6 separate regions of the Sus scrofa genome follow, and regions 1, 3, 4, 5 and 6 are each linked to region 2. The links are chromatin contacts, called in public Hi-C, HiChIP or PLAC-seq and promoter capture Hi-C maps. All regions are on one chromosome and are shown on one strand. Each heading gives the region's core, a stretch centred on a gene start, on an enhancer-like site or on the middle of the called end of the contact. The rest is flanking DNA. Distances are from core to core; before and after follow the strand shown.

Region 1 (2,700 bases), core at 56-2,555, 130 kb after region 2:
GAACTAGCCCTGTGTGGGGTGGGGGAGCGTTGGAAGAGAGAAGAGTGCCTGAGGAGGGAAGGCTTTTGAGGGGCCATGCTTTCTGAGGCCAGAAGACCCCCAGAGTACTTGGAAACAGAAGGCAGCCAAGATTCCTGGAGCATGTGGGGATTGAGGTCCAAGGCAAAGAGGCTAAATAGTGTACAGGGGCCAGATCATGGGAGGCCTTATGGACCCTAATAGAGTTTTAAGAGTAGTTAGGTTTCTTGTAACCAATTCTTGTTTCAGAGATATTCCTGACACCAAATTGAGTTTTGTGGTAGATTTAATTTAAGTCTATAAGGGCTGTATGTACATTGTGGGTCTGAAGATATGAATTTACCAGTGGTTTTATACCCCCCCCCAAAGAACCAATATGAGGAATTCACGATCCTAGAGGAATACCTGTGCCCTTTACTGAGTTGTGCTCCTCATTGCTAAGACATAGGACACACACAGCCTTTCCAATTAAAAGGCCATGTCACTATGAGGATTGAGTTTGGATTTGCGATGCCATTTTGTTGTGGGAGTCTTGTTAGACAACGCAAAGGCCGGGAGGTTTGCAGGACAGGGGAGGGATTTTGAGGTTACTGGGGAAGGCTTAGATGCAGCTCTGGAGGGTGTCTTGAGTGTGGGGAGGTGCAAGGGAGGATGTGAGAACGTGCACAGGTGTCCACTGGGGAGAGAAAGGCCTGAAATAGTCAGATAGAAGAATCAATGCAGGAGTGGCCAAGACACGTGGGAGGGACAGTCTGTAGTGCTGGGCCACAGGCTCTATGGCCCTGCCTCAAGCTGTGGAATGATTGTCCTGGCCTGTGCTGGGTGTGCTTAAGCCGTTTTTCTTGATACCCTGAGGTTAATCAGATCCTAAGAAGTGTTCTGCTTGTCACGAACGGGCTATAATTATCTCTCTCTCCTGTTTCACCAACAGCTGTAAAATACATATTAATATTAAGAGAAGCCCTAACAACTGATTTTACTGCCTTGGTTCCCAAACAATAAAGATCCACCTTCCAACCCAAACATAATTAGGCTTGGCCCATGTTCAGGCTTTGGCGATGTTATTGTTTGCACTTTACACGCTATGTTCTTGGTTCCCTTCCTTTGGAGTTTATTTTATTCCCTCTGCCTCTTTCTGATAAGCCCGTCTGACTGGTTGGCTTTGTGTGTAACTGTTGTTGAAAAGGAACATTTTGTGGTGCTTGCATGTTCCTTTCAGAGAAACAGAGTGCAGTGGAGTCCTAGACCCTGCAACTGGCAGACTGAACAGAAAGCATTTCTGGCCTTGTCTTTCCCTAAGCTGCAAAACATGCCAATTCATCACAGAGGCCCCTCCCCCCAGCCCAAATCAGTGCAATATAGCAGACGCTGTTTCCAGCTGCAGCACTAGCCAGCCAGAGCGGGGTCTGTACCTTGAGTTTTATACCCTTAAGGACTGTGAGGAGAAAAGTAGCAGGAAATGCTCAGCCTGCCCCCACGGAGCCCTTAGAACTAGAGAGTGGGTGCCTGTACACACGGCACAAGACCTAGGCCCAGAAAGAAAGTTTGATTTGTGGGGCGGCAGGCCCAAGACTCACAGCCCTGACCTGTTTCAAATTCAGCAGAAAAGGAGTAAGTAGGGGAAGCAATGCCCAGACCCAAGGGGAAGCTCTCCCTTGCGTGACTCTGCAGGTGAAGACAGTCTTTGAAGTAGGCAGGTGCGTGACTTGTCTAACAGGTTTAGGGTTGTTAGTAGCTGGGACTCTTGAGAATTCATTCAGCTTTTTCACAATGCTATCAGTGGTTCCTAATTAGTTCTGATAATATGTGCATGTCTGGAGCAGGCCATAAAAAATGGCTGTTTTAATCAGCTTTTGACATGCAAGGTCAGACTACAGCTGCCAGCATCGGCACCTGGGACATCAGTGACTGACATTTCTGAAAGGGTGAAGGAGAGGCAAAGCTTGTGATGGCACTTTTTGCTGTTTCTGCCCCAAGCGGGGGTAGGACTCAGGTGGAGGGGATCAGTTGACCAACAGGATAGTGTTAATTCTGACATGTAGATGGTTTTTATTTTGTTATTACATGATTGTTATTTTGCCTTCTCTTGAGAAGATACAGACCGGGGTGCTTTAAGTTCAGTCATTGTGCTTGTATACCTGTTGTTAAAATGTACAGCCGCAGCCTAATTGTGTGTGGTTTTAAGAATCTATATAATATAGCAGCATTAGACACCAGATAGAACCGCAAGACATTTCTCCTGAAGTGATCAGTGAGGAAAAGAAGTTTTTCTGTACAGGACTTTGAAGCCAATAGGATGATGATGAACTTTCTGAAAACATCTGCCTTAGAGTTAAGCCACACCAGAAATAGCAGTAGGTTTGCATCATTCATACATTTGCGTACCTGATAAGAAATTGCCTCTGTTGATAGATAAATACAGCTAAGACAGTGTAACTGAGGTGGGGGCTGAGGAAGTACAATTCCCTACTTTGAGGAGTTTTCAATCCAGTGTAAATGAGGATACAGGATCTAAAAAGGCGTGTGGTCCAGCCAGACAAGACTAGTTACATGCTGGCCCATAATGACCTGCTGGTTGAAATCCGTGTTTCTTGGTCAGCCAGTGAGGCCAGATGGGGCTCTTTGGCAGAGCTTGCTCCCTTGGGGCCAGCCCAGTAACTTCAACATTTGTTTTTTATTTTT
Region 2 (2,700 bases), core at 159-2,658:
GGAAATCCCATGGGCAGTGCTGATTCGGTCTGAGCCCAGACCCAGGCAGAACCGTCACCGGAAGCCCTCTCCCTCCTCTCTAGCCCTCTGCAGGGGAGCACGTGCTCACCCCACAAGGTCCCATGGGCCAGGCTGGGGGCTTATGGCCCCAGTGGGTAAAGGCTTATGCCTGGTTTCCCTGTACCCATAGCAGTCCAGGTGTTGTGGGGTGGTGGTGGGAGGGGATGGATGACGGAGGGACAGACAGCCTAACTCTGCCAAAGGCCTGGGATAGCAACTTCCCCCTTTGAGCCTCAGCCCCCCAGCCTACAAAATGGGAGGGGAGGTGAACCCTTAGTTAAGCTCCAAGGATCTGGTAGCTGGACACACCCCTTCCTGACAACTGGCCTGGCCTCCAACGAGCCTGGGAGAACAGAAAGGGCTGACCAGGACGCTAGGAGGTGGGGACCCACCTCCTAATGCCCAGTGTCACCTCCACCGAGGCCAGAGGCCCTGCCTAGTTTCCCACCCAAGGGTCAGATGTCCCTGGGCTTAGGCCTGGTCTTCTAAAAGTCCGAAGATGATAAGCTCAACCTCTGGCAGGCTCAAGGGAGGCGGCTGGACCCTGGGCCTCCGCAGAGGGAATGAAGGAGGGGTCAGAACCAGGCAGGCCAAAAAACCTGCAGGCCTGCAGGGAGGCCCTGGGCAGGGAATGGCAAACAGCCCATTCTCCTGGGCTCTGGTCCACGCTGACCCCTTCCCCTCCGCTCCAGCCAGCCCCAATACGGGGAAAGGACAGACTCCGGGTGGCCTGAGACAAGTCTGAGGGGCTGGGAGGGCAGTACCTCCCTCGTGAGCCCCCCTCCCAGACGGGCTGACAGTGACTCCCGGGAGATTTCGAACCCGGGAAGGAGGGGGTAAGGGAGTGGGGGATGGGTGTGGACGCCACGGCAGCTGCAACAGAAGCAACAGAAGCGGGACGTACAACCTCCACCCGTCTTCCCCTTGGGAAGCACTCGGACGCCCACCTCCTTCAGGGCCTGCCAGACACTCACCTTTTTCGGGGCACTGCGGTCCGGGCCACCTCGCTGCGGGCAGCATCAGCGGCCTGCGGGACGGTCCATGCGGCCAGCCGAGAAGGGAGGGGCGCAGGGGTCCCCGGGGGGTGCGGTACAAAGAGGTCTGGGTGCGAAAGGAGGGGGAGGAAGGACGGCCAGACAGAGGCAGGGGGATGGCTGCGCGGCCCGGGTCGGGGAGGGAAGAAAGGCGGGGGAAGGGGGGCGGGAGGGACTCAGGGGGAGGAAACAATGTAGCCGGTGAGGCCCCGGCAGAGTTCCGCTTCCAAACGCCGACACCAAGGCTCGATCTGGGGACGTCGCGCCGGCTGCCCCGGGCTGCCCCGGACGCTGGCTCGGGGGCCGCAGGGTCTCTCCACGTTCCACGCCCCGGAGACTCCTGCGGCCAGAGGCTGCCTGGAGCGGGAGGGACGGCTGGCCGGGGGATAGCCCCGACGGCGGCGCTGCCGGGCGATGGCCCAGCTCGGACCCCACCCCGGCAGGACCTCCGGACAGGGTGCGGGGTGGGGCGGGAGCGAGAGGGCGGCGGCGGTCTCAGCGGCGGCGGCCAAGCTCGGCTCGCCCTGGGCTCCGCTGGGAGGAAGCTCGCAGGCCTGGCGAGAGGAAGCGCGGCCCCGGATCCTCCGCCCGCGGCAGCGCGCCTGCGCGAGGGAGCCAGCCGGGAGCACGGCGGGGCGTGGGCTGGCGGGAGGACAGCGCCCTCTGTCGGGATCCCGGGGCACTGCGGGGGGTGTGTCCGCGCCCAAGCCCTGCCCCCACCTGCCCGCCCGCGTCGAAGGCTTCAGAAGGTCCCTCACTGAGGGCCGAACAGTCCGCCTTGGAGCAAACGCCAAAACTTCCCTGGGGAACAGCTCTCCCTATGCAGAAGCGACCTCCTTCTTCTCGTATCTTTTTGTGGAGAATGGGTCTCGCTCGCAGCAGCATTCATTCATTCATAGGTGTTTCCTGGCGCTGATGTTGCGACAGGCCCTGTAATGAAGACCGCTTCATTACTGCCAAGGAGTTCCCAGAACTGGCAGGCCAGCAGACAAGCGCTAAGAAATAATTGATAAAAGTGAAGAAGTGTGTACAGGTCCACAAGAAGCAGAAAAGAGGGAAGGGTAATGGGCAATCTTCATAAAGCTGGGACCCCAGGCAGAAGGAACAGCATGGACAAAGGTAGGGAGAGGTGAGAGCCATTTGGTGGCTCTGGGAACTGTAAATAGCTCAGTATGGCTGCAGTTTGCAGTGTGGGTCCAGGAGAGTCCTGGGAGATGGCGTCCCCGACAGCCGCGGAGACAAAAGAGATCCAAAAAGACTGATGGGACTTTTCTTGGACTTTGTTTTCGAAAAGCCTGGCAGCAATGAGGAAGTTGTCAGTAGCTATGTGACCTTGGGAAAGTTACTTAACCTCTCTGGGCTCTAGTTTACCAAACAGGGAAAGTAACAGCACCAACTTCTTAAGGTTTTGTGGGGAGGAAATGAGTTAATACATTTAAAGAGCTTAGCATGCAGTGGCAGGCACATGGTCAGTCCTTAGCCAAGTATTGCCTGTTATTATATATTACAGTTAACAGGATGTCATCTGCTCTGAGCTACAGGAGCTGATGTGCATGTGGGGGGGGGGGGGAGCATACAGTTTTGGGGGCAGGGCAGTGATGGTGGA
Region 3 (2,700 bases), core at 190-2,689, 150 kb before region 2:
CAGATGGTCTAGTGCCATGCTTAAGAACAGACTCTGATAGCGAGTTCCCATCGTGGTACAGCAGAAACAAATCCAACTAGGAACCAGGAGATTGTGGGTTCGATCCCTGACCTCAATCAGTGGGTTAAGGATTCAGCATTGCCGTGAGCTGTGGTATGGGTTGCAGATGCAGCTCAGATCCTGCGTTGCTGTGGCTGTGGTGTAGGCCGGCAGCTGTAGCTCCAATTCAACCCCTAGCCTGGGAACTTCCATATGCTGTGGGCGCAGCCCTAAAATGACAGAAGAAAAAAAATTAAAAATAGAATTACCGTATGATCCAGCAATTCTACCCTGGGTATTTTCTTTCTTTCTTTTTTTTTTTTTTTTTTTTTTGTCTTTTTGCCTTTTTCTTGAGCCGCTCCCACGGCATATGGAGGTTCCCAGGCTAGGGGTCTAATCGGAGCTGTAGCCACCGGCCTATGCCAGAGCCATAGCAACGAGGGATCCGAGCCATGTCTGCGACCTACACCACAGCTCACGGCAACGCTGGATCCTTAACCCACTGAGCAAGGCCAGGGATCGAACCCGCAACCTCATGGGTCCTGGTCGGATTCGTTAACCGCTGCACTGCGACGGGAACTCCCATACCCTGGGTATTTTCTAAAGAAAATGAAAGCATTAATTCTAAAAGACATATGCCTCCCTATGTTCACTGCAGAATTATTTATAATAGCTAAAACATGACAGCAACCTAAGTGTCCATTGACATATAAAAGAATAAAGAAGATGTGGTGTGTGTGTATGTATAATATTCTATTGTGTGTTATGTATGTATACATACATGATGTTAAGTGAAATAAAGATAAATAATGTATGATCTCACTTATATGTGGAATCTAAAAACAACAACAGAACTTAACTTGTAGATACAGAGAAGAGATTGGTGGTTGCCAGAGAGGGAGGTTGAGGGGGAGGGAAAAAAAGAAAAAAAAAAGAACAGAACAGACTCTGGAGCCAGACAGACTCTGGATCTGGCTCTACCTGACTTACGAAATGGGTAGTGGTTTCATTGTTGTATGAAATGAGTTAGTACAGGTGAGCGCATAGTACAGGGTCTGGCACAAAGCACCAGGTTGCGGGTTCGATTTCTGCCCTGCCCCTCCCCCCCACGCAATGGATAAAAGGATCCAGCGTTGTTGCTGCAGCACTGGAGAAGGTCGCAATTGCCACTAGGACCTGATCCCTGGTCCCAGGGAACTCCATATGCCGAGGGGAGGCCAAAATAGAAAAAAAAAAAAAAATGCCCAAATCACAGAGGTGAAAAGAAGTTAATGAACCTCAGGCGCAAGGTCAGGACCTCACTTAACAAAGGCTATTTCAAAACTCTGGGCTTAATTTTATATTCATACTTAGTAGTTCTTTCCTTAGAGAGGCCAACAAAATGCAGCTTCAGAGGTAACAGATGAAGTGTGCTGTTTTCTTGCAGTTATTTTAAAAATACATTTACATCTATAAACGTGCACACAGAAATAGATTCCTCACTCCCTAGCTTAAAAAATACTTGTCCTACTGTGTGGATAGCTGGTACCCAGTTCATTCAACAGAAAGTCTTGACTGTTTTTCCATGTTTCTAACTGTCGCAGAGTGTGCACCACAGATGCTCAAATTTATTTATCCACCTTCCCAGAGCTGAGCCCTCTACTCCCTTCCCAGCCGACCCCAGAGTATCCTGCCGTCGCCTCGCTCCTCGTCTCGGTTTTCTCGCTCATAGCGCCCCCTTTCTCTGCTATCCTTGCTACGGCTCCTTCGCCTTCTTTCCTAACAGCCCTGGGCAAACCTCGCCTCTCCCGGCCCCCGCACGTCACCGTCCAGCATTTTGTCCCCTCTCCCGCCCTAGCTTCTGGCCTGCCAGCGTCGCTCCACTCATTCGCTGCCCCCCCACTCGAATCTTTCCGCTCCCCTGCCCGCGATCTCCTCCCCCTCTTCGCTCCGCACCCGGTCCTGCCACTCCGCGGCCCCACAGGAGCGCACAGCCGGCGGGCTGCAACGCACGCTGTCAGAGTAATGAATGGCTTCAGCGGTAATTAGCGACCCGGCGGCTAATCACGATGTACATTTACATTTTAAGTGCTGCAGAGGGAGCTGGGAAAAGGAGGGGAGCGGCGGGAGGGGGCGCGGGCCTTTTTCCCCGGTCTCCCTTCACTGACTGCGGAACGAAGTGAATCGAGTCTTCTACAGCTGGCGCCAGTGGAGGGGGACCGCGGGGCGGCGCTTTCTAGCGCCAGCTCAGAGCAAAGGCAAACGCAGAACGGTCTTATCCTCACCCGACGTAAACTCCTGGCCCCTGCCTCCGAATCGTAGACCCCTGCGTGATCCCTTCAAAGTGAACGTTCAGCCTTGGCTCGCATACTCCCGTGGGTGGAGAGCTCGCTTCTGCGCTTATCAGCCCGTTCGAACATAGATTCCAGCCATTTTGGGACTTTTTCTCAGGCCTAACGAAACTGATGCTCTTTAAGTCCCACAACTGCCCTAGTCTTACAGGGCCTGAGGTTCCCTGCGCCCTGCCACGCGCTGCAGACTGTTGTGTCTTCTTCAGACTACTGTGTCTCCGACTCCTAGGGCTGTTCCTAGAGGGGCCTCTGGGAGCTGGGGCGGGGTGGAAGTACAGGTTTGGAGCAGAACGCGACCTCGAGGGCCCCTGATCCCAGAGGGCGAGCAATA
Region 4 (2,700 bases), core at 118-2,617, 130 kb before region 2:
ATAGCAGTGACTCAAACCACTGCAGTGATAACATCCAGCTCCTTAACCCACTATGCTGCAAGGGAACTCTCAGAGGACAGGTGCTTTGAGAAAAGCTTTTTTATCCGTTTCCCAGCCAGATTCATACCTCCTAAGGCCACACTGCTAGGGAAGAAAAAGAGATCAACACTGATTTTCTGGAGACAGAGCCTGGAGTGAGGAAGAGGAGCTGAATATCCATCTTTTCTTTCTTCAGTGGGTCCAGGGATAGAGAATGAGTGATTACAAGTCAAGAATCTTTACTACTTAACTCTTGGTGGCTGCGAGATAATTCAGGCCTGGGGCAAGCAGGCCCACTGCCCAGGAGCTCAAAATCAGAATGCAGTTACTGAGGCCAGATTTGATATTAAGAGTCTTGGGATTTAATCGACCCCTTCCTGTAGGGACTGGAAGTGGTGGTTTCCCCAGAAACATCCAGGTGAGTCCTGGAACTGGGGATTTGGTGAAAAGAGAGTCAATTGCCTGCAAGAAATCTAATTTCTGAGGCTGTTTCCTTCTCTGTAAAGTGATTGCACTCATATTTTTTTTCCAATTTTTGGCCGCCCCGTGGCATATGGAGATCCTGGGCCAGGGAACAGATTCCAAGGTAATCGCCACTCAAGTCGTAGCTGCGGCAACACCGGGTCCTTAACCCACTATGCGTGGCAGGGGATGGAACCCTGGTCTCAGAGCTCCCAAGACACGGCCAATCCCGCCTGTGGCGCCCCAGCGGGAGCTCCTCCACTCATTTCCTAATGCTTGCGGATTTGTTATACAGGAATATTGCTGTTGATCCCTGTTATGGCGCAGGGGAAAATAATCCGACTAGTAACCATGAGGTTGAGGGTTCCATCCCTGGCCTCACTCAGTGGGTTAAGGATCCGGCGTTGCGGTGAGCCATGGTGTAGGTTGCAGACGCCGCTAGGATCTGGCGTTGCTATGGCTGCAGCATAGGCTGGCGGCTACAGCTCCAATTCCACCCTTAGCCTGGAAACTTCCATTATGTTGCAGGTGCGGCCCTAAAAAGCAAAAAAAAAAAAAAAAGATTAGTTGCTAATAAGATCTTATACACAAGCAGTTGTTTTGCCCCCACTTGTTCTCTTATTGTAGGCTCACACCAGGTGGTAAACAAAAAAGATATTTTTATTATAATTTGTCGTTATTATTGTTATCGTTCCCATTTTGAGGTGCTGGAGTCGCCTCTCGAGCCTGTCCACTGCTGTCCTCTGCCATCCTACCATCCTAGCTCCACAATAGCAGATCTGGTCCACGCCCAGACCCGGGCGGCGGGGCGGGGCGCGGCGCCGAAATGGTTTGTCCTGAACGCGCCGCCGTAGGCCGCCTGCGGCCGCGTGTGGCCCCTTTCCGCCTAGGCGCGAGCGCCGCAGTGGGAGGGCCTCCACGCTCCGCCCGCCCTGCGTCGGTGCGTGAGTTCGGCCCCCACGAGCTTCGAAGCGGCCCTTGAGCTCACACCCGGCTTTGCCTTAGCGTTAACCTGCGCGCCGCCATCGCCGTCATGCTAGGCGCCGCTGTTCGCCGCTGCTCCGTAGCAGCAGCCGCAGTCGCCCGGGCCAGCCCTCGAGGCCTTCTGCACCCCACTCCGACCCCCGGCCCCGCCGCCGGTAAGGCTCCCGCCTGCCACTGTCCGCGCCCGCGTGTCCTTGTGGTGACCTGGGCCCCCGCCGCCATGCGAGGGCAGGCTCGCCCAGAGGCCTAGCCCCTGCCCTGCGGGCCGACGGCCGAACCTGAGGACCGCTAGCCATTCCCGCCGCCGCCGAGTTGTGGAGGACTCGAGGGCGCGTCCCGGGGTCCTCCCTTGGCGCGACTTCCTGGTGCGGGCACCGCGGACCGGTCGAGCGTGGACCTGCTGTGGGTGCACCTCCCGCGCCCACTGGACCTCTTCGGTCCCCGGGCCATGACCGTGCCCTGGCGTTGATCCTGCGGCCACTGACTGGGAGTGGCTACCGCCGGCCTGCAGCGCTTCCGCGAAGGTGACATTGAGCTCAGGGTAGAAGGCGGGAGTGGCCCCTCCGGGGACCCTGGCACCGCCGCCCGCAGCCTCTTCCGAGAACACTTTATACTTCCGTGACTGGGACACAGTGTAGTCTTTTCATCAGGCATTTCTCGTTACCGTTTTGTGTGTCACTTTCTCCAGCCGTTCTTTTATTTTTAGACACTGTTGTGCCATGTTTTAATTCTTCCATCTTTACATTAGATCAGTGTATGTGGTTGTTTCCTGAGGTCTGGAAGAGAGCCTGACTTGATAGGTCTTAGGATAAGAATATTACTGTTTGGAAAACGGGGTACCACAGACCCAGGAGTCCTGGGTCCTACAAACTTGGAGAAGTTTTATTTTTTATTTGTGCTTCCGGCTAGAAGTCTGGTTGCTGGAGTATGAGATGTTCTGCTGATTTCTGTCTCTTATTTTGCCTTCTGCTTAATATGTGTTCCAGGAGACTTTGTGTCCAGCACTGAACTTTTAATTATTGTAAATGCACTTTAAAAAATTTATTGGAATATAGTTGGCTCACAGTGTTGTGCCCATTTCTTGTAACTGCGCTTTGATCTTGGTGCGTGACGGTAGCATATGCTAACGTTATAAAATTTAAACATGCACTCAAACTCAAAACTAATAGTGTTGTTCTTTTGACTATTTAACTAGCGCTTCAGAACCTAAGGAGT
Region 5 (2,700 bases), core at 73-2,572, 240 kb after region 2:
AAATGGGCTAGAAAAAAAAAGGCACAACTTTTAAAGTTAGGCAAAGTAGAAATTTTAAAATTCTCACTTTCTGCTTATCTTAGGAGCACCGCTTTTGCCTTTTGCAATCTGTGAGAGATTCAAATTCCAATTTGCTTCTGTCTTTACTTCCTCTCCTGGCACTTTAGAAAGTGTGAGTTATGCCTGAAGCAATACTTCGTTCTGCTATAGCCCTTTTTATAGTGTAACAAAGCATGAAAAGATTTACACCCGCATTAAATAAACCCAGCTGCCAAAAATGTTCATTTAAAATAAAAATAACTTGCATCAAAGAAAAGTAAACAAACGAATAAAACAAAGAATTCAGTGGTCATTTTAATTCTCCTAGTAACATTAGGCAATCAATCACAAGTGGGGTAATTTTTCAACCAAGTCCTGCCGTCATTGAACAACTGCTTCTCATCTTATGGCACCATCTTCCCTGCATGCTGTCCCCAGCAGAGGGGGAGGTGTCTCACAGCCTCTTTAGTAAGACTGAGATGACTCAGTTCTACAATTCGATACACACACCCTCCCCCAAAGAGCCCATCTTCCCCTTGTCCCTAAGTAGCTAGTTGATTCAAACAACAATACTACCTGCCTACTTTTAGAAAAGTTATGTCTCAGAAATATAAACCACTCTATCCCTTCAGACGTCCCCCTCTCCCATTTCCCCTAAAGTTCCCGGACCTCCAGGTCCGGCGCAACGGACTGCTTACAGCTCTGAACCCAGCCTTGCCCACCATTCTTTTTACCTTTGCTGCCAGATCCCTCTGGCCTCAGCTCCCTTTAAGCCCCACACCTCCCCCCATCCCAGCCATTCTTCATAGCCCCCCAACCCAACCCTATCACTTTTACCTCTACCAAGACCTCCCAGCCAATCCGCCGGCTATGCTTAGATCGCTCCAACCCCACCTATTCTTACCCTCTCAGTTCCCGGGGGCCCCTTACTCATCCCATCCCTTTATCTCAAATCACCCTAATGGGCGAGGGCGCCTCCAGGCTCCTCCCAGCGTTCTCACTTTTCCTCCGCGGCCCCCGCGCTCCGCCTGCCCGCGCCTTCACGTTTTCCCTCTACACACCTGCCTTTCCTCCTACCCCTCTGTCTCCTCCACCTGCCACAACCCCCGCTCCCGCCGAGGCTGAAGGAGCCGAGCCCGGAGCGGCTTACCTGTGTCAGGCGCTCCGGGTCAGCCGTCGTTGGAGGAGATGGCCACTCAGGCCCCGGCTCGGCAGCTGGGTTTCGTACTTCTCCGCAGCCGGCGGCCACAGCCGGGGCGGGGCCCGCACCGGAAGCGGGACCGCTGGGCCGGACTGCCGGGCCGGGAAGGGGCGAGGCCACAGGGATGGGGCGGGACCTGAGGCCGGAAGCGGCCAAAAAGGGAACAATGGGCGGGTCGGGCGGAAGTGACTTCTAGGAACAGCCCCGCCCTACTGAATCGTGGGCGGAAGCGAGTTGAAGCTGGCGGAAGCTTCTGCCAATGGGAAAGCGGAGACAAGCAGGAGTTCCGGCGTCAGCACTTTCGCGGGGAGTTGAAATCAGCTGGGGTGCCTAGTCTTTTTTGCGCGTTTTCTGGTTGTGGAGGGTGATGTAGTGCGGGCGGTAGGTAGGGTAAATAAAGGACAAGGACTGTCAGGATGTTCTTCTGCTTTAGTCCCTTCCCCAATCTCCCACTTTCAAACTGGTCTTCTGAGATTCCCGCTTCCGGATCTGCTTTTCTCCGAACTTCTCTGGACTGAGACCTGGCTGTCCCGTAAGGATGCTGCATCCTCTCACATGGGTTAGTATTTTCATTTCCTGGGTTCCAAAAGTGGGGGACAAATGCTGCCACCTTTTGTAAAAACCCTTGTTTCTCTGAAGCTTAGTCTTTTTGTGAATCATACAAATTAGATTTAAAAAAAATTTTTTTGGAGTTCCCTGTTGTGGCTTAGCAGGTTAAGAACCCAACTAGTATCCATGAGGATGCCTGTGCAATCCCTGGCCTCTCTCAGTGGGTTGAGGATCCCACGTTGTCATGAGCTGTGGTGTAGGCCAGCAGCTGCAGCTCTGATTCCACCCCTAGCCTGGGAACTTCCTCCATACGCTGCAAGTGCTGCACTAAAAAGAAAAAAAGTGGTTTTTTTTTAAAATTTTTTTGGTTGCATTCGCAGAGTTTGGAAGTTCCCTGGGCAAGATATCAAACCTGTGCCATGGCAGTGACTTGAGCCATAGCAGTGACAACACAGGATCCTTAACCTGCTGATCAACTGGGGAACGCCTAGACTTAATTTTTTCATTTTATTATTTTTTAATTGAAGTACAGTTAATTTACAATGTTGTATTAGTTTCAGATGTACAGCACAGTAATTCAGTTACGTGTATATGTATGTTTTCTTTTTCAGATTCTTTTCCTTTATAGGTTTTTATGAAAGAGTTTGTATGGTTCCCTGTGCTATACAGTAGGCCGTTGTTGGTTATCTATTTTATTTATAGTAATATGTTATCTGATGCTTACTTCTTAAGACACTCCTCTGTAGAGAGGAGACCATCTGCTAATTTGTTCACCCAGCTCCTTGTCTTACTTTCCTCTAACCATCTTCCATCTTGATCATTTCAGTCAATGTGGACAACCCATTTCACATGCGGGCCTCATCCCTTACATTAGCCCCCCAATCCCAGTCAGAAACCTGGACCTTGTCACC
Region 6 (2,700 bases), core at 142-2,641, 180 kb before region 2:
ATTCTTTTCCTGTGGCCCAATGACCAGAAACAGTCCTCTCTTAGCAACTCAAGCTCATCAAACCCAGATCAAATCTCAACTAACAAGATCTGTGCAGCCCCTAACAAAACCTCTCTGCCAGTCATGCCCCTGCAAGAACAATTTCCCTCTTTCAGAAGCTTGCCTCTTGGAAGCAGAACAGGTAGGGCACAGACTGCAAAATTCTCCATACTCTCCCACACCATGGGCACCATCACGTGGCTGGGCTCACAGGCCAGGCTCCCCAAAGCTATGCTTAGTTCCCACCTCTATGCCTTTGCCCAGACTGTTCCCCAGAAATCCCCTCTCTTATCCTTCCTCTCATCCAAATCTCACCTCCTCCAAGAAGCCTGGCTCTTGCCTCCCATTTTCCTTGTGTTCATGGCGTCCACGGGAAAAGTCGGCCTTGCCCTCCCTAAACACCTCATCCCGCAGTTGGGGCATTACCGGTTTGAACCGCCTGAGATAGCGAATTCTCACTCTATTTGGTTTTCTCAACCACTGGATCTGAAACTCCCAGAGGCAGAGACAGGGATGGGTTCCCAAACAGCTCACCCCCAGCCGCGTGACCGACTCCTGTCACTGTTAGAATAAGCTTCATCCAGCGTCCCCAACACACTATCCCAAACCCCTGCTGGACCCCTGGCTCAAGCCAATGCACCCACCCTATGAAATTCCGCGGCGGCTCAGACTAGCGGTCCAAAGGTCCGCTGTCTCGGGTTGGCAAAGGTTGAGGGGTAGGAAGTACAACCTGGGTCGACCTACAGGCGCCTCTTGTGAGGAAGGACCCAAAGAAGGTCACAGTCACCCTCCCTCCGGGCGCCCCCATCCCAGGCTGAGTGCGCCATCCCCAGGAGGTGGGAGCCTGTTTCCAGGGAACGCCAGGTGGGGCTGGGGTGGGGGTGGGATGGAGGGCCCAAGGCCCGGGCTCCAGATTCTAGGGGTCTTACGTCATCCAAGACTCGGGTTCCCTCTGCGGGAACCAGGAGTGGGATGATGGAGGTTAAGGGGCAGCCAGGGCGCTATTCCTCCGCCCCAAGCAGGGAAGGTCACTTCCACTCTCCACCTCTTCAGCTCCGCCTGCCCCCTGCAGCCAAAGGTGAGGTGTAGAGGTACAAAGCTGGATATGGGGTGACTCCCCTCTCGCCCTGAGCCCAACTTCCCTGCAAAGCCTTTCTCTGGGCCTTTAGGCCCGGTACTCACCCGCCGCTGCCGCTTGGCTGCCGAAAGGCCGCCGCGCTGTGTGCGCTAAACCCAGCGATGCGGCGCGGAGCCGGCCGCGAGCCGCTCCAGGGCTGGGGCGGGGTGCGTGCGCGCGCGAGCCTCAGGCAAGCTCCTCGCGCGCGCGCCCGCGCCGCCCCTGCCTGCAGCAGCCGCTCTCGCGAGATTCTCGTGCTTCCTCTAGGGCTGCTTCCCCTGTTCTCGCGAGAAAGGAGGCTTGGCTGCCCCTGCACCTCCCAGGAGCTGTCCGAGGCACTAAGTTCCTGGACAGGGCTGGATCAGGTGTTCGGCAGGCACAAAGGGGAAAAGAACAAGGCGAGGACGTCAAGGAAGAGACCCAGAAGTGGAAGTCTGGTACCAACAACCAGAACCTCAGCTTTCAAATCTGTAAACTGTGGAGAATAACTTCCCATGCGGATCCCAGGAGCTGCTGGGACATAGCAGAAAGGAAGAGTGAAAGCGAGCTTTGAGAGCAGGAGAGTGTGGTAACTGATGAAGGCCTTCGGATCCACAGCCCTAAGGTGACAGAAAGGGGATAGAGAATGGAAGATCAGAGATGAGTCATAAAGAGACAGAAATGACACATAAACAAGGACACACAGATCCAAAAAAGATAAAAAATAGACAGGAGCGGAGAGCCATGAACATACAGACATAGAAACACAAAGAGAGACGTGGAGAGATGAAGATTTGGAGAGAAAAAAGACAAGGAATGACAGAGGAGAGAGAGCACAACTAAGTGAGAAAGAGGTAAAAAATAGGGCTTGACAAGGTACACAGAGGAATAGAAAGGGGAGGCTTAGAATCAGAAAAAGGAAGGAAGAAAGAAGGAAATCGTGATATGCAGAGATGAACACTGAAAGTGATTAAAGACCAGGATAAATGTTTAAAACCCAAAACTAATGAGGATTGAGAGAGATGCACTTGGAGAGATGGGGCTGGGAGTGAAAGACAGGCTTTTATTGTGAGTGATGTTTACATTGTAAACTCCTGCGGATATCTACAGCCAGCGCCACCCTCTGTCTTGCCAGACAGAGTGGCTCCTGCCCTCCACAGTGCCCTCCACCCACACCATCCTAGGCCTAGAATGGGGCCTCAGTGGGTGGGAGACACTGTGGGGATTCTTTGCCCAGAATAAGGGCCCATTGTCTGTCTCCAGCCTGCTGGGAGTGGGCCTCACTCCCACAGCTGGGATAGAAAGAGGATAGGAGTAAAGAAAGGCAGATGAGAATTAGTGCAAGAGAGGCAAGAAAAGGGAGGGACCCTCAGTAGCTGTGGACTTTTAATCAGGAAACATAATCTGTGTCCATCAGGACAGAAGAGTCATGGGCCATAAGGCAAGGCTTCTTTTGGTCCTGATTCTAGTTCATTTGTATGGTCACTGCTCTCTATCCTGCTATAAGACAAGCATTAGCTGATTTACAGAGTTGTGAGAGCACCCAATGAAATGATGAATGGGAC

The links. Promoter capture Hi-C pulls out the DNA fragments that hold promoters and counts their contacts. A called contact is a pair of places that touch in the nucleus more often than the background predicts. HiChIP or PLAC-seq counts read pairs in DNA pulled down with a chosen protein or histone mark.
Region 1: a contact with region 2 is called in a promoter capture Hi-C map of fetal liver, with 5 times the contacts expected there. The contact joins the enhancer-like site here to the promoter of CSK in region 2. A contact is called at or near these places in 3 of 5 promoter capture datasets (fetal liver, fetal skeletal muscle and liver), 28 of 47 Hi-C or Micro-C datasets (adipose tissue, alveolar macrophages, blood and 17 more) and 2 of 2 datasets of contacts at active chromatin or transcription factors (alveolar macrophages and skeletal muscle).
Region 3: a Hi-C map of skeletal muscle shows a contact between it and region 2, with 3 times the contacts expected there. The contact joins the promoter of RPP25 here to the promoter of CSK in region 2. A contact is called at or near these places in 3 of 5 promoter capture datasets (fetal skeletal muscle, liver and skeletal muscle), 5 of 47 Hi-C or Micro-C datasets (blood, heart right ventricle, skeletal muscle and 2 more) and 2 of 2 datasets of contacts at active chromatin or transcription factors (alveolar macrophages and skeletal muscle).
Region 4: a contact with region 2 is called in a Hi-C map of skeletal muscle, with 4 times the contacts expected there. The contact joins the promoter of LOC100156967 here to the promoter of CSK in region 2. A contact is called at or near these places in 2 of 5 promoter capture datasets (fetal liver and liver), 7 of 47 Hi-C or Micro-C datasets (alveolar macrophages, blood, fetal heart ventricle and 3 more) and 2 of 2 datasets of contacts at active chromatin or transcription factors (alveolar macrophages and skeletal muscle).
Region 5: an H3K27ac HiChIP or PLAC-seq map of alveolar macrophages shows a contact between it and region 2. The contact joins the promoter of ARID3B here to the promoter of CSK in region 2. A contact is called at or near these places in 1 of 5 promoter capture datasets (liver), 2 of 47 Hi-C or Micro-C datasets (embryonic fibroblasts and liver) and 2 of 2 datasets of contacts at active chromatin or transcription factors (alveolar macrophages and skeletal muscle).
Region 6: a contact with region 2 is called in an H3K27ac HiChIP or PLAC-seq map of skeletal muscle, with 4 times the contacts expected there. The contact joins the promoter of SCAMP5 here to the promoter of CSK in region 2. A contact is called at or near these places in 2 of 5 promoter capture datasets (fetal liver and liver), 2 of 47 Hi-C or Micro-C datasets (embryonic fibroblasts and retroperitoneal adipose tissue) and 2 of 2 datasets of contacts at active chromatin or transcription factors (alveolar macrophages and skeletal muscle).

Annotation. Positions count from the first base shown.
Region 1 is chr7:58,883,091-58,885,790 of Sscrofa11.1, forward strand. All of the region lies in intron 4 of EDC3 (enhancer of mRNA-decapping protein 3), which reads left to right. Among named protein-coding and RNA genes, the nearest start is that of CLK3, 25 kb to the right of the region's middle. Within about 2 kb of position 1,306, at least 21 of the 83 cell types and tissues checked have an H3K27ac peak or open chromatin away from gene starts, as enhancers often do. A contact at or near this core is called in adipose tissue, fetal liver, fetal skeletal muscle and 1 more, where this site is marked.
Region 2 is chr7:58,753,626-58,756,325 of Sscrofa11.1, forward strand. It overlaps CSK (c-src tyrosine kinase), which reads right to left and starts at 1,409. Exons shown (of 13, transcript NM_001190173.1): 1 at 1,035-1,409.
Region 3 is chr7:58,604,411-58,607,110 of Sscrofa11.1, forward strand. It overlaps RPP25 (ribonuclease P protein subunit p25), which reads left to right and starts at 1,440. Exons shown (of 1, transcript XM_001927117.5): 1 at 1,440-2,700.
Region 4 is chr7:58,621,602-58,624,301 of Sscrofa11.1, forward strand. LOC100156967 (cytochrome c oxidase subunit 5A, mitochondrial) reads left to right here and starts at 1,368. Exons shown (of 5, transcript XM_005666147.2): 1 at 1,368-1,640. The coding sequence starts at 1,535.
Region 5 is chr7:58,997,385-59,000,084 of Sscrofa11.1, forward strand. It overlaps ARID3B (AT-rich interactive domain-containing protein 3B), which reads right to left and starts at 1,323. Exons shown (of 11, transcript XM_021099056.1): 1 at 1,190-1,323.
Region 6 is chr7:58,576,503-58,579,202 of Sscrofa11.1, forward strand. It overlaps SCAMP5 (secretory carrier-associated membrane protein 5), which reads right to left and starts at 1,392. Exons shown (of 7, transcript XM_001924572.4): 1 at 1,222-1,392.